Linked DNA regions of Mus musculus: all the other regions are linked to region 1. Evidence: chromatin contacts called from public ChIA-PET and HiChIP or PLAC-seq data. All regions are on one chromosome and are shown on one strand. Each heading gives the region's core, a stretch centred on a gene start, on an enhancer-like site or on the middle of the called end of the contact. The rest is flanking DNA. Distances are from core to core; before and after follow the strand shown.

Region 1 (4,158 bases), core at 966-3,465:
GTACACAGCCGGGAACTGACAAAGCTTGAATTTCAATTGCAACAATCTAAACCATCATTTAAAATTGGAATCTAGCAAAGTCACAGAGCATGAGTGATGGCTGTTCCTGGTTGTCGACTACATCTGGAATGAACTACAATCCGGAAATGGAGGGCATACCTGTGATCCAGATCTTGAGAGTGGATGGCACAAGCTCTGACAGGAGATGACACACACTTTTGATTCAGATCTTGAGGCACAGTGACCATGCAAAGCTTAGGCCCAGACAGGAGTTGCTTTAATCCCAGGAGACTGAGGCAAGGAGATCTGATTTCAAGGCCAGCTTGGGACTGTGAGCTCCAAATCCAGGCATGGTGGTACACACATCTGGGCCATACCTTCTGCTGAAGCCTATATAAGGACATTAGAAGAAAGAAGACTCACTCTTCTTCGCATGCTTGCACTTACTGGCCAGCATATCCATTGGAACCTACTTCTTCGGGGGAGTCCAGTGTAAACAGAAGACCAGCTAAAACAGCTAACCTTGTGGGACTGAGCAACTACTAGACGCTTGGACTTCCCATTCACAGCTGCCCATTGTTGGGTTAGTTGGACTACAGACTGTAAGTCATTACAATAAATTCCCTTATATAGAGACATTCCATAAGTTCTGTGACTCTAGAGAACCCAGACTAATACACAGAGTGAGAAAACTTACAGGGAAAACTCTCACCAGACTATGAGAGTTTGTGCAGCCGATTGCCACGAACGCCAAGGAGCAGAGACAGGACAGATTTTTGAACTGCTCTTTTCAAAGTGTCTGTAATCTGAGAGGACAGGATTAACATTTTAGAGACTTGCTTTACCTGTTGTCTCTGCGCTAGCAAAGCAGAAGAAAGAAGTCAGTCATTCCAGAGTACGGCCACGTCTCTCATGTCATGTGGTCTGCTCAGTCTCCGAGATTCTCGTCTGGTGCTCCCCCTCCCCCACCCCGCTCCCCCATTGCTCATTCCTGTCCCTTCTTATTCTCTGTCTAGTTAGGTTTGCATACTCCCAATGCCAGTGAGTCTTGCATGCCTCTCAGAGCATCCTTAGTCAGATTTAACTCTGAAGAGACAAACCAAGCGGTGTGTCCTCCTGACCCACTAGCATAGTTGCGGCCATTTTGTTCCATGCTTGCCAGCTATTTCATATTGTTGCTGTAATATGCCTACCAGCCTTTGACATAGAAAAATAGTTTGACTCAGAGAAGGGTCATGCTGGTCACATCCCCTGTTATGTTCTGTATGTCCTGAGGTTTGTTAATCTTAAGGAATTCCACAAAGCTTTACATAGGGCCCATCAAATTAAAGGTCATTATGAACTGTTATGTCAAAAATGGCTTAAATCAGACCTGATCACCTGGCAGAACTTCCTGCACCTGAGAAAGATCTCATTGTCGTTTGTGTGTGTGTGTTTTCCTTTATAAGCTGACAGAAAAAGATAATGTAGTTCAGATAATTCTGAGCTATGTCCATGATCTAATCAGTATTAGGGTATAAATTCAATAATCCGACTCTCAGACCCCAACACTGAGCTATTGACAGTGTGTATGTGCATGGATTCCTTTCTCCGGTATTAAGTACAAATGCTCTTAGAGAATAAAGTTCCCTTATCCTTCCCTCCTGTCCCGTGTCAGAATGAGACGTAAGAGACAGTACAAAGAGACAGTAAGGTGGAGAGATATCTAACACTGCATTTAAAAATATTCCCAATGTGCTAATTATAATTATTCTTCAGAGCGTTTGTATGCATTAGCTCACTTCATTCCTGCAAACAACTTTGTGAGGTGGGTACTATTAATTCCATTTTCGGACGAGGACGTTTGGTAGATGTTTGCATAAGTTACACTTTAATAGCTTCTTCTGAAGGGAGACACCGCAGACTGACGGGTACCCGAGGGAAGACTGAAGCCGACCGAAGCAATCCCGCAGAAAGTGAAGGAAGGCAGAAGTTTCTCAGACAGGTAGTGGCTCACCACAACTTTCAAATCTGCCCAGCCAGCCCGCCAGGGCGTCACAAAAGCCCGTCGCTCCACTACTAAGCCACGCCCCCAGGCTGGTTGTTCTCTGAGCTTCCAATACTTCCCTTCTTCTCTCGGACTCCACCCACTTCGGCAGGAATCATTTCCGGGTATGTTGGATCCCGATTGGTCCAGAATCCGGAAGTGAGGGCGGGCGGTGGCGCCGTTGCCGCAGTGACAGTACGGGGGAGTGGGAAGATGGCGGCGTCGCGTCGCTCTCAGCATCATCACCACCATCATCAGCAACAGCTCCAGCCCGCCCCAGGGGCTTCGGCTCCGCCACCGCCACCTCCCCCGCCGCTCAGCCCGGGCTTGGCCCCGGGACCCACCCCTGCCTCGCCTACGGCCGGCGGCCTGGCGCCCTTCGCCTCCCCGCGGCACGGCCTGGCGCTGCCGGAGGGGGATGGCAGCCGGGACCCGCCCGACAGGCCGCGATCTCCCGACCCGGTGGACGGCGCCGTCTGCACCGTGGCTGCTCCGGCCGCGGTCCCGGCAGCTTCCGCCGCCGTCGGGGTCGCTCCCACCCCAGCCGGCGGCGGCGGCGGCGGCGGGAACAACTCCGCGTCGTCCGCTTCTTCCCCGACTTCGTCTTCGTCTTCCTCCCCGTCCTCCCCTGGCTCGAGCTTAGCGGAGAGTCCCGAGGCGGCCGGAGTTGGCTCCACGGCAACTTTGGGAGCCGGGGCGGCGGGCCTCGGCCCGGGGGTCCCAGCCGTGAGTGGGGCCCTGCGGGAGCTGCTCGAGGCCTGTCGGAATGGGGACGTGTCCCGGGTGAAGAGGTTGGTGGACGCCGCGAACGTGAATGCCAAGGACATGGCCGGCCGAAAGTCTTCTCCCCTGCACTTCGCAGCAGGTCTGTCTGGGACTTGAGAATTGTGGTTTACGGGGTTCGGAGCGGAGGGTGGGTGATTGGACCCAGGACAAAGAAGTTACAGGTTGTTAGCAGGACTTCACCCCGAGAGCTGAAGTTTTTAGTGCATGGGTGGTGGGGACTTGGAAGCGGGGACGAGGTGTGAATTCACCCCTCAGTGTTTGCAACCGTGGTACTTCAACTTATGCAAACTCTGTGTAGCGGTCAACCCTGGATGTGGGCATGCTTAAAACTTTTTCAGTTCAGAGTGTGCCTGCCTGGGACAAGTTGCATTTGAGTCGCTTTAGGGACAGCTTTGTCGTTCGTGAGACAGTTTTGTTTTTGTTTTTGTTTTCGGCACGGTTTTGTCCCCGGAGGACAGACAGTCCCGGGCCAAAAGAAGTGTACGGTAACTCAACAAGTGTTTTAAGAATCTCTCATATTCTTAAGATACACAACGCAAGACAATGGGGTTTGTGAAACGTCACGTTTTCTATGAAGTCGACTGTCTGTTTGGAGAGACTACAGCGGGCCAGTCGGAGACAGTAGTGATAAGGGTATTGTGTGCCTTATGATAAGGGGCAGAGAGAGACAGAGAGCGAGAGAGAGAGCGAGAGCGAGGGCGCAGCTTTGAGGTCCATTGTGTATTTACCTTGTCTCTCAGCTCATTTTCTTAGAGACAAAGATGAGAGGTTGTTTGAGCAAGGATCTAGGAAGAAGTCTCTGGCGGGGAAACTCTCCACATAGGCACTGATTGCTAAATGCTGAACTGAACTTTTTTTTGCCCCATCCCCCTTCTGAGTATGTAGTTGTTTTCTTTTTGAAACGCAGAATATTTTTATAAAACACAGAAATGTAGAACAAAACTAAAAGGGCTGTAATCTCACTGCTTTGATACTTTTGGTTGATTTTTTTTTTTAAATATAGGTGATGCCCTTAAAACAGTACCTTTGAAGTGTGTACTTACACATTTATTATAAATTCAAATAGGACAGAAAGATACAAAATTAAAAGACACTTTTAAAATAAAGTATCAAACATTCCACTTTTAAATGTTAGTTTTTCTTAAAAAATTTTTTTTCATGAGTACATGTAATTCATTAATGTTCTGTGGTGTGATGCCAGGTGCGTGTGTGTGTGTGTGTGTGTGTGTGTGTGTGTGTGTGTGTGGGGACAAGAGGGCAATCCATTCCCTGGAATAGGAGTTACAGGTAGTTGTGGGTCACCCAGCAAGGGTGCTCAGCTACTTTGGAAGAGTAAGCAGTGCTTA
Region 2 (4,419 bases), core at 216-2,715, 140 kb before region 1:
ACCCATGTATGTACACACACTTGCACACTCACATACATACACACTGAGCTCTTATTATAAATCAAGTTCAAGGTGGCTTAAGCCAAATAGGAAAACTCAAAAAAGAGAATCTGAAGTGATTGTCCTGCCTATCTCCCCACATTATGTGCCCCCACCCTATGACATCATCTTCCATGAGGCCTACAATAGAGACAAGCACACCCTAGCAGCAGGCTCTTGGACCTCCAGAAATAAACCTCTTTTATTCATAAATTAATCCAGCCTCTAGTATCTCACTATGGTAAAGTAAAATACAATTAACGTCTACAGGTTGACATTCTGACAGAACCCTCATGAGTAGCCTTAAGCCAGAACCACCCAGCAAAAGCAAGTAACATATTAAGACACGTGGATCATGAGATATCAATGCTAATTATCGTTTTAAGTTGCTAACTTTTGGTAAAGATTAGTTTGCAGCAATAGATGACTTAATATAAAATGAATCACAGCAGTTGACTCAGCAATGAGGCATATTTAATGCACTGATAATAATGTTAGAAGTCTCGAAAGAGTCGTCGCAAGACGAGGGCAAGCAAATGGGCTATAAGAGCTAAGAGTTACCACCTAGCAGGTCAATAGGCACCGCCTGAAACTGAAACACCAAAAACAGCAAAAGGCCAAGCGTGGTGGCTCACGTCAGCACACAGAGGTGGAAGCAGAGGAATTGCCATGAGTTTGAGACCAGCCTGGGTAAGACCCTAACTCCAAAAAAGGAAAAGAAACAACAAAATATCTGTTATAGAGAGAATATGCAGGGAAAATGTCAGAAAATTACCTAAAATTATTAAAAGGCCTTTCTTCCAGGAAAAAAAAAAACTCTTAAAATAGTAAAGGGTAGTTAAAAGACCTGACACCACCCCTATGATGAATGTTTTAATGGCATGTGATTGTTTTATATTTACCATTCAATATAAATAAATTGTTTTGTTTTAAAGGCTCTCCCTGTATCTGATGGAGGCTTGGAGATGCTGGGTTTGAGGGTTTGAGGTGCCTGAGAAAACTCACTTCAGACACCGGGGCTTAAAAAAAAAAAAAGAAAGCTTTATTTTCTGAGCACTGAGGGAGGTGGTCAGCTGGGGACCTGAACTGAGCCCTCAAAAGGGAGATTGTGCATTTTTATAGGCTGTTGTTTTAGGGTTCTATTGCTGTAAGAAACACCAGGACCAAGGCAACTCTTGTAAAGGCAAACAATTCACTGGGGCTGGCTTACAGGTTCAGAGGTTCAGTCCATTATCATCGCGTAGGAGGGCAGGCCTGGTGCTAGACGAGCTGACAGTTCTGCATTTCTATCCAAAGGCAGCCAGAAGAGGACTGTCTCTTCTTCAGGCAGCCAACAGGGCCTTCTCTTCCTCACTGCAGGAAGCTTCAAAACACATTCCAACAGTGATGCACTTCCTCCAAGGCCACACCTACTCCAACAAGGCCACACCCACTCCAACAAGGCCACACCTCCTAATGCTGCCACTTCCCATGAGCCAAGCATATTTAAACTACCACAGATGGCAACCCAAAGCAAGGGGCCTGGGCTGGACTGGGCTGCTGCATTGACAATCACACTTTGACACAACAGGTTAAACAAGGAAGTTAACATTGGTGACTAGGCCTTATCTGGGACCCCTTGTCACAGGGTCCTTAGGGCAGCTTTTGCAGCCAGGTCCCCTCCTGAACACTGGCCAGGAATCTAGAGTGATAAGAGAACAAAGAAGTGGGCAGGCTGCACACAGTCAATTAAGTCACTGCAAGTAACACATTTATGACTTCATTTAGGACTGTGTGCCTTAGTTCAGATAACAGGATAACAGCATCTTCTGTCTTTACATCCTTTACTGCGGTTAACAGACAAGCATGAAACATCTGAAGAAGCAGGATGGGAGTTGGGCTTTGGGGCCTGGGAACATGAACTCAGTTTTGATCCTGCCAGCAAGGTGGAACTTGTTCATGAGGTGACTGAGCTCAGGAAACTGCCTCCTAACAGGAGAGACACTGGTGGTGACACAAGCTCTGGAAAACTGTGGGGACACTACTGTGGAGCCAAAGAGGAAGGGGTTTCTAAGGCAGGGGTGTGAGATTTCAGGTCTCTAAGCAAGGGGGTGGCTCTGGACTGTGTGTTGTATCTGAACACACCTAGAGGAGGAGCCTGCTATAAACACTCTTTAGGGCTGTGTGTGTGAAGGGGGCTTAGGACTATTCTTTGGTCAAGAGACCCACCCTCAGCCCTCCCTAAGGCTCCCACCCCCATTCCCACCCCATTCCCACCCCATTCCACCCCATCCCCCACCACTCCAGAGCCAGGAGGCCCTAGCATGGTGGGCCTACAGCCTGCCTGTGGGAAGCCACATGTGCCATTGCAGGGTGGCGCTGGCTTCCGCTGGCCACCACGCATACATAGGCAGTAAAGTTTTTTTGCTAAGATGAGGTTTTGAGAAATAACCAAAATTAACCAATCAGATGAGAGACAAGTTAACCAATCAGATGAGAGACAAGTTAACTAATCAGATGAGAGACAAGTTAACCAATCAGATGTAGGCATGCAAATGAGGTGGTAAGCATAACCTAAGCACAACCAATCCAGGTGTGAGACACGCCTCTCCTAGGCCTATATAAGCAGCACCAGTTCTGGGCTTGGGGTCTCTTCCCCTCTGCAATCAAGCTCTCCCAATAAACGTGTGCAGAAGGATCCTGTTGTGGTGTCTGCTTTGTCGGTGAGCCAGGGCTCGCGCAAGACCTGCCTTTATTTTTTCCTGATCACTATGTGCTTTCTCACAGAGTGAAACAAGATGGGAAAGTTATGGGGCACTGTAAGCCTACAGTCGCCTTTTCCAAAGCCACCTGGGCAACTCCCTTCTCCTTCCAGGATGCTCACTGGAGGAGAGCTTCCATATCCAAGAGAAGTACCCTAGCCAGTATTCTCACAGGTCAGAATCATCTGGAAACGTTATAAGCAGGGTCCCTATGCCTTTCCCAGCCAAATGAGACACGAATAATGAAGTCTGAGAGAAAACTGATAAAAGATGGTATTAACACCCAGGCTGTCTTAAGGTGACCGTGTAAGTACCTTACCTTTTTCTCACCTTCGACACTGCTCTAGAGAGCTCAGGTGACACAGACACCTAGCTTTGCCTGTTTTCAGTCCCTTCTGCTGCATCTCCCGGGTGACAAGGTCAGAAGAAATGTATATTTACATGGACACCCCACACTCTGTACTAATAATAGTTTAGTATGCCCATAAGCCCTTTCAGGGGAATGTGTGTTCATTCACTCATTCGCTCAGTTAACTACTTTGGGTATAACACAAAAAGTTAGTTACCAAGAACATGTTGGTGCTTTCTTGCCGTTGGATAGTCTTCCTACTTAAGGAAGAGACACCCTGAGACCATGCCAACCCTGAGACAGCGTGTGGGTGTCTCGGCAGCCCAGGTATCTTTTGCAAGCAGGCAGGTAGGGTAGGAAGATGCTGTGTTCCCTCTGATTCCTGCTGAACTAGGATGCTGCTGAGACTTTTTTGGAATCTGAAGCAATGGGTTGCCTTTTCCAGCTCTGTAGCAGATGTCGGCGTTGCTAGATAACAGCAGATGTCTGATGCTTCCTGGAAAACAAACAAACAAACAAAAACTTCCATGCAAAGCTGGGCAGGATTCTACTTCTTAGCCCACCAGTTTCCTGATCTCAGCCACCTCAGGAACGAGTTCCACCTTGCTGGCAGGATCAAAACTGAGTTCATGTTCCCAGGCCCCAAAGCCCAACTCCCATCCTGCTTCTTCAGATGTTTCATGTTTGACTGTTAACCGCGGTAAAGGATGTAAAGATGGAAGATGCTGTTATCCCGTTATCTGAACTAAGGCACACAGTCCTAAATGAAGTCATAAATGTGTTACTTGCAGTGACTTAATTGACTGTGTGCAGCCTGCCCACTCCTTTGTTCTCTTATCACTCTAGATTCCTGGCCAGTGTTCAGGAGGGGACCTGGCTGCAAAAGCTGCCCTAAGGACCCTGTGACAAGGGGTCCCAGATAAGGCCCAGTCACCAATGTTAACTTCCTTGTTTAACCTCTTGTGTCAAAGTGTGATTGTCAATGCAGCAGCCCAGTTCAGCCCAGGCCCCTTGCTTTGGGTTGCCATCTGTGGTGGTTTGAGTATGCTTGGCTCATGGGAAGTGGCAGCATTAGGAGGTGTGGCCTTGTTGGAGGAGGTGTGGCCTTGTCGGAGTGGGTGGGGCCTTGTTGGAGTGGGTGTGGCCTTGTTGGAGTGGGTGTGGCCTTGTTGGAGGTAGTGTGTTACTGTGGGGATGGGCTTTAAAGCTTCCCCCTGTGGATCCTACAAATGAGTCCATATGCATATGGTGCCAGGTGCAAGCCTTTTGTTTTCCAAACTCATCCCTGAA
Region 3 (3,878 bases), core at 197-2,696, 160 kb after region 1:
CCTACAGTGCTCCCCAACCGGTGGCCGGCACACCGAGCGAGCTGGCAGGTGCGGCGAGCGGTCCCTCCCCTTTGCCAACGTCTGAGATACTGCGCGATCCTTTTGGGGTGTCTGACTTCTCAATGTGACAAGCCACCCTCTCTCCGGCCACCTAATTTCCTACGCCAGGGTTCGCTCGAACCAGGCACGCGCCGCTGGCAGAGTCGAGAATGATGTGTGAACAAAAGGTGGTAACTCTCTGCTCCCGGGATTAGCAGGAGCAGGCGCGGTTGTGCCTGGTGTCCCCCCACCCCCCCAAATACAGCACTTCAGCCTCCCTTAGACCGGGGCAAGTGGGGGTTGGCCGCCATCCAAGAAAGCTCTGAGTTTAGGCAGCGGGGAAAAAAAGAGATAGCTCCCCAGGTCTGCACCCCAATTCTCCTTTCCTCATTGACCGATGTGTATGAACTCCTGAGACAGCTCCTACCCTAGCATTCACCTTCCTTCACCCCCCTCTAGGGTTCCCGGGGTTATACCGAACCAGGCCTCTCTCGTCCCCGTGGGACCTAAGAGCGCGTTCTCAGTACTTGAAGCTGGGCTGCGCAGAGGAACCGCTGCCAGCATCCAGGCCAGAACCGTTCGCGTAAACAAACACGGAAACTCCAAGACGCGTGCGGATTGCAGGTGATTGGGGAAACGCGCCAGCACGGCCTCCCCGGGACTCAGGCTCCAAACCACAGCAAAACCGTTCACACTGACACGCACAAAGACACGCGAGGAAGGGGACTCCAGCACCCCGTAGTCACTCGGGTACTTTCCTCCCAATGCCCAGCAGGGCTCAGGCCGCCAAGTCCCTTACACTACCTACCCTCCCACCTCGCTCTCCCGGGCACCCACGTTTACCTTTAAGCAGGCAGATGTCCGTGCGCTCCGCGTTCCGGCGCAACGCCTGCACGACCAGCGACACCGTGCTGTCCTCCCGGAGACTCTCGGCGCGCGGGCTGCGCTCGTCGTAGACGATGACAGCCGAGTAGAGGCCAGAGCGCAGGCGGGCACGCACCTCTTCCTCGGCGGGCAGGATCTGCTCCAGGCTCACGGAGCCCTTGGCCCTCCGCCGCACGATGGTATTGCAGCGCACGTTCACCGAGCCTCGGATGTAGCCCGCGCTGTGAGCCAGAAACGGCCTGCAGTCCAGCAGCAGGCACTTGCCGCCGCTCAGCAGCCCCAAGGCGCCGTGGCTGCCGCTGCCGTTGCCGCCCGCGCTGCCGCCGCCGCCGTTCTCATCCCGGTTCATCAGCCTTTTGAGCACGCTGCAGTCCATCTCCCGCAGTTCCTCCATCGTCACCATGTCGCCGGCAAAACGCAGTAAGCTGGGGAGCTAGCTGGAGAAGGCCAAGGGCACCGGAGCCAGCTAGGCTAACAAGAAGGAACCAGGCGAGGGCTAAGAGGGCGCCTGCAGAAGTGACCCGCAAACTTGGCCCCAGGCTCTTCTCCCTCTAACACCCCTGCTTCCACCTCCCGCAGCCTCAACGTTACATAGCAGTCCCAGCCTTCTCTGGCGCCAAAGCTGGCGGGCGCGCGGCACCCGGGGCAAGCGATCGAGCAGGGGAGTGTGTTTACGAGAGAGGGCTCCTCTCGGTTTGTCGCCTCTGGTGTGTTTTGCTAGCTAGGGCTGCTTCTGCCGTGGGCTCCGCCGTTTCCCCCACCGCTGCACCGCCGGAGCTGCACGCACTGCCCCAGCCAGAGTTTCCTCCTCTGGCTTAGAGATTTATTAATGCTCGCCGGCTCTCCCGGGGGAGGGAAGAGTCATTACTACCTCGCCAGGCCCCGCCCCCAACGCAAGCTTCCCGCCCCGCCCCCACCCCGGCTCGTGAATGGAGCGCCGGCCCCCTCGCACCCAGTCACGGGGACTCGACGTCACAAAGAGAGGAGTAAACAGGGCGCTCGGTGCTGGCTGCCAGGCCCATTCATAAAACGGAGACCTAGAGGAAGAAAAGGAGGCAGCCTCCGACCCGCCCGCGAGCCGGCGGCTCGGGGACTTTGTGAATGGAGCCGCGGCGCGGTGCCCTGTCCTTCCTCAGCCCCGGAGCGCGGCGATCCTGGTAGAGATCGTTGCGGGTGGCGACGCGGGGCCTTACTGAGGCCTGGGCTCTCCGTGTGGAGGTCTTCACCCCTGCGCTCCCCCCCACCCCCCCGGCCTCCCCAGTCTTCGAGGTCTCGCTCCTGCAGCTCCGAGAAACCTGACACTGTGCGGCTGCCACCCCGTAGGGCTTGGGGACCTCTCCTCGCCGGACTTAATCTCGTTCTTCGTGCCCGGCCGGTTGTGTTTTGTCTTTGTTTTTTTCCATGCGATTCCCCGGACTTAGTTTATACATTAGCGTGATCGATTTCCATCCCGAGCTATTACATCTGGTTTATAGCTTCCCGCGGAACCTGGGCCAACGCAGATTTAGAAAGATGAAAGGGAAGGCCCTCGCGCCGAAGCCCAATAACAAAAGAGAGGTGGAGGGGTTTGTTACTTTACAACCCAGAGGGGGGCGTTAATTGGCCGAATGCTGTGCCCGTGCAAGAGAATGGGAGGCACTCGGGCCCAAGCTTCCTAAAACCTGCTTTTTTAACCATGGGGGGGGGGGGGGGGAATACCCGGAGGTTTTCCTCTTTGGTGGGAGTCCTCGCTTCCCTCCTCACACGCAACGTCCTCTAAGGAAATGACGGTTAAGGTCTACATTTGGTACGAAGGAAAAGATGCTGAAAAGTGCCCATGGGAAGAATGACCTTTTATAAAAGCAAATGTAATAAGCTAGGAGACGATTCGAGTTTCCGCATCCCTCTTTCCAGGTCACGTAGCATCTGCCACCCCCCATTTTACTTTCGGGGGGGGAGCATTTAATTTCCCAAGGGCTCGATTTTGGCAAGAGAGGAGGTTATGCGCGCATGTGGTGGGGACCTTACAGAGAGCCAAAAAAATTATTTGGCCGAGATCTTGCCAAGTCTTGTTAGCAAGAATTAATCACCGAACAAGGGAATTACGGGGTTTGGTAGCGGCGGCCAGGTCGAATATTCCATTTCAAGTTGCGACTAAGCCTGATTAAGGCAGCGAGGGCCGCCGAAGCCTTGGGGTCCTTCCCGCCCTGTTCAGCCTCCTCCACTGTTACCCTTTGCTTTGTTCTCTGCGTAGCTGCTCGCCCGAGATCACCTCCAGCTCTCATTTCAAGGCCTTCTACCGGCTCTCTGCACTCTGAAGGCCCTGACACCCCTTTCAGGGTCCAGTGGGCTATGGGGGTTGAGAAGCAATCATCTGTGGAGATTTATTTTTATTGCCTCGGGTTCCAAAATGGCACTGCAGTTTTTATTTTGTTTATGGATTTTTCTTCAGTTAAAAAAATAAACTATTACATGAGTATTAATTTGTTGCTGGCATATTAGCGACCCCTCAGCCCCCAACGCACCTTATATTTTGGTGCCCGGGGTGCGCGATCACTCTAATTCGGGTTCCGGAAGGAGCCACCACAGTGGAGTGACGTCGGCTGCCTGGGGCAAAGTCTCCGGCACCCGGCTTTCTGGCTGGGAGAGCCGCATGGGCTCCCTGCACCCGTGAGGAGGGCAAAGTGGTTTCTCTTGGTTCGGGAGCTGGGAGGACATCTAGTGCTTCCCCTTTGCTGGCCCTCTATGGGTGCTAGACATCCCCCGTGCCTCGACAGCCCGGGTCAGATTCACTCTCGTGGGGCCTCTCCCCGAAGTCTACATATCCAGAGGCCAGCAGGCCTCAACTTCTCCGGATGCAAGTCTCGGCCGATTTCACCGGAGTCACAGAGGGGGGTGAGGGTGGAGTTGTCCCCTGGCGGCGCTGGCCTCACGAGCCTTTGTCTCCCATGCGTCAGGGGTGCTCTCCTTGCCAC

The links. ChIA-PET counts read pairs in DNA pulled down with a chosen protein or histone mark. HiChIP or PLAC-seq counts read pairs in DNA pulled down with a chosen protein or histone mark.
Region 2: an H3K27ac HiChIP or PLAC-seq map of extraembryonic endoderm stem cells shows a contact between it and region 1. The contact joins the enhancer-like site here to the promoter of Tnks in region 1. A contact is called at or near these places in 2 of 484 Hi-C or Micro-C datasets (bone marrow-derived macrophages and extraembryonic endoderm stem cells) and 10 of 115 datasets of contacts at active chromatin or transcription factors (bone marrow-derived macrophages, differentiating embryonic stem cells, embryonic forebrain and 6 more).
Region 3: an RNA polymerase II ChIA-PET map of memory CD8 T cells shows a contact between it and region 1, with 100 read pairs. The contact joins the promoter of Dusp4 here to the promoter of Tnks in region 1. A contact is called at or near these places in 7 of 484 Hi-C or Micro-C datasets (CD4 T cells, CD8 T cells, embryonic stem cells and 3 more) and 5 of 115 datasets of contacts at active chromatin or transcription factors (effector CD8 T cells, extraembryonic endoderm stem cells, memory CD8 T cells and 2 more).

The regions. Positions count from the first base shown.
Region 1 is chr8:34,963,747-34,967,904 of GRCm38.p6, reverse strand. It overlaps Tnks (tankyrase, TRF1-interacting ankyrin-related ADP-ribose polymerase), which reads left to right and starts at 2,215. Exons shown (of 27, transcript NM_175091.3): 1 at 2,215-2,891. The coding sequence starts at 2,240.
Region 2 is chr8:35,101,872-35,106,290 of GRCm38.p6, reverse strand. It overlaps Gm34419 (a long non-coding RNA gene), which reads right to left. Exons shown (of 4, transcript XR_378879.3): 2 at 3,347-3,625. Among named protein-coding and RNA genes, the nearest start is that of Gm34419, 8.7 kb to the right of the region's middle. Within about 2 kb of position 1,465, at least 12 of the 459 cell types and tissues checked have an H3K27ac peak or open chromatin away from gene starts, as enhancers often do. A contact at or near this core is called in extraembryonic endoderm stem cells, where this site is marked.
Region 3 is chr8:34,805,178-34,809,055 of GRCm38.p6, reverse strand. It overlaps Dusp4 (dual specificity phosphatase 4), which reads right to left and starts at 1,446. Exons shown (of 4, transcript NM_176933.4): 1 at 883-1,446. The coding sequence starts at 1,327.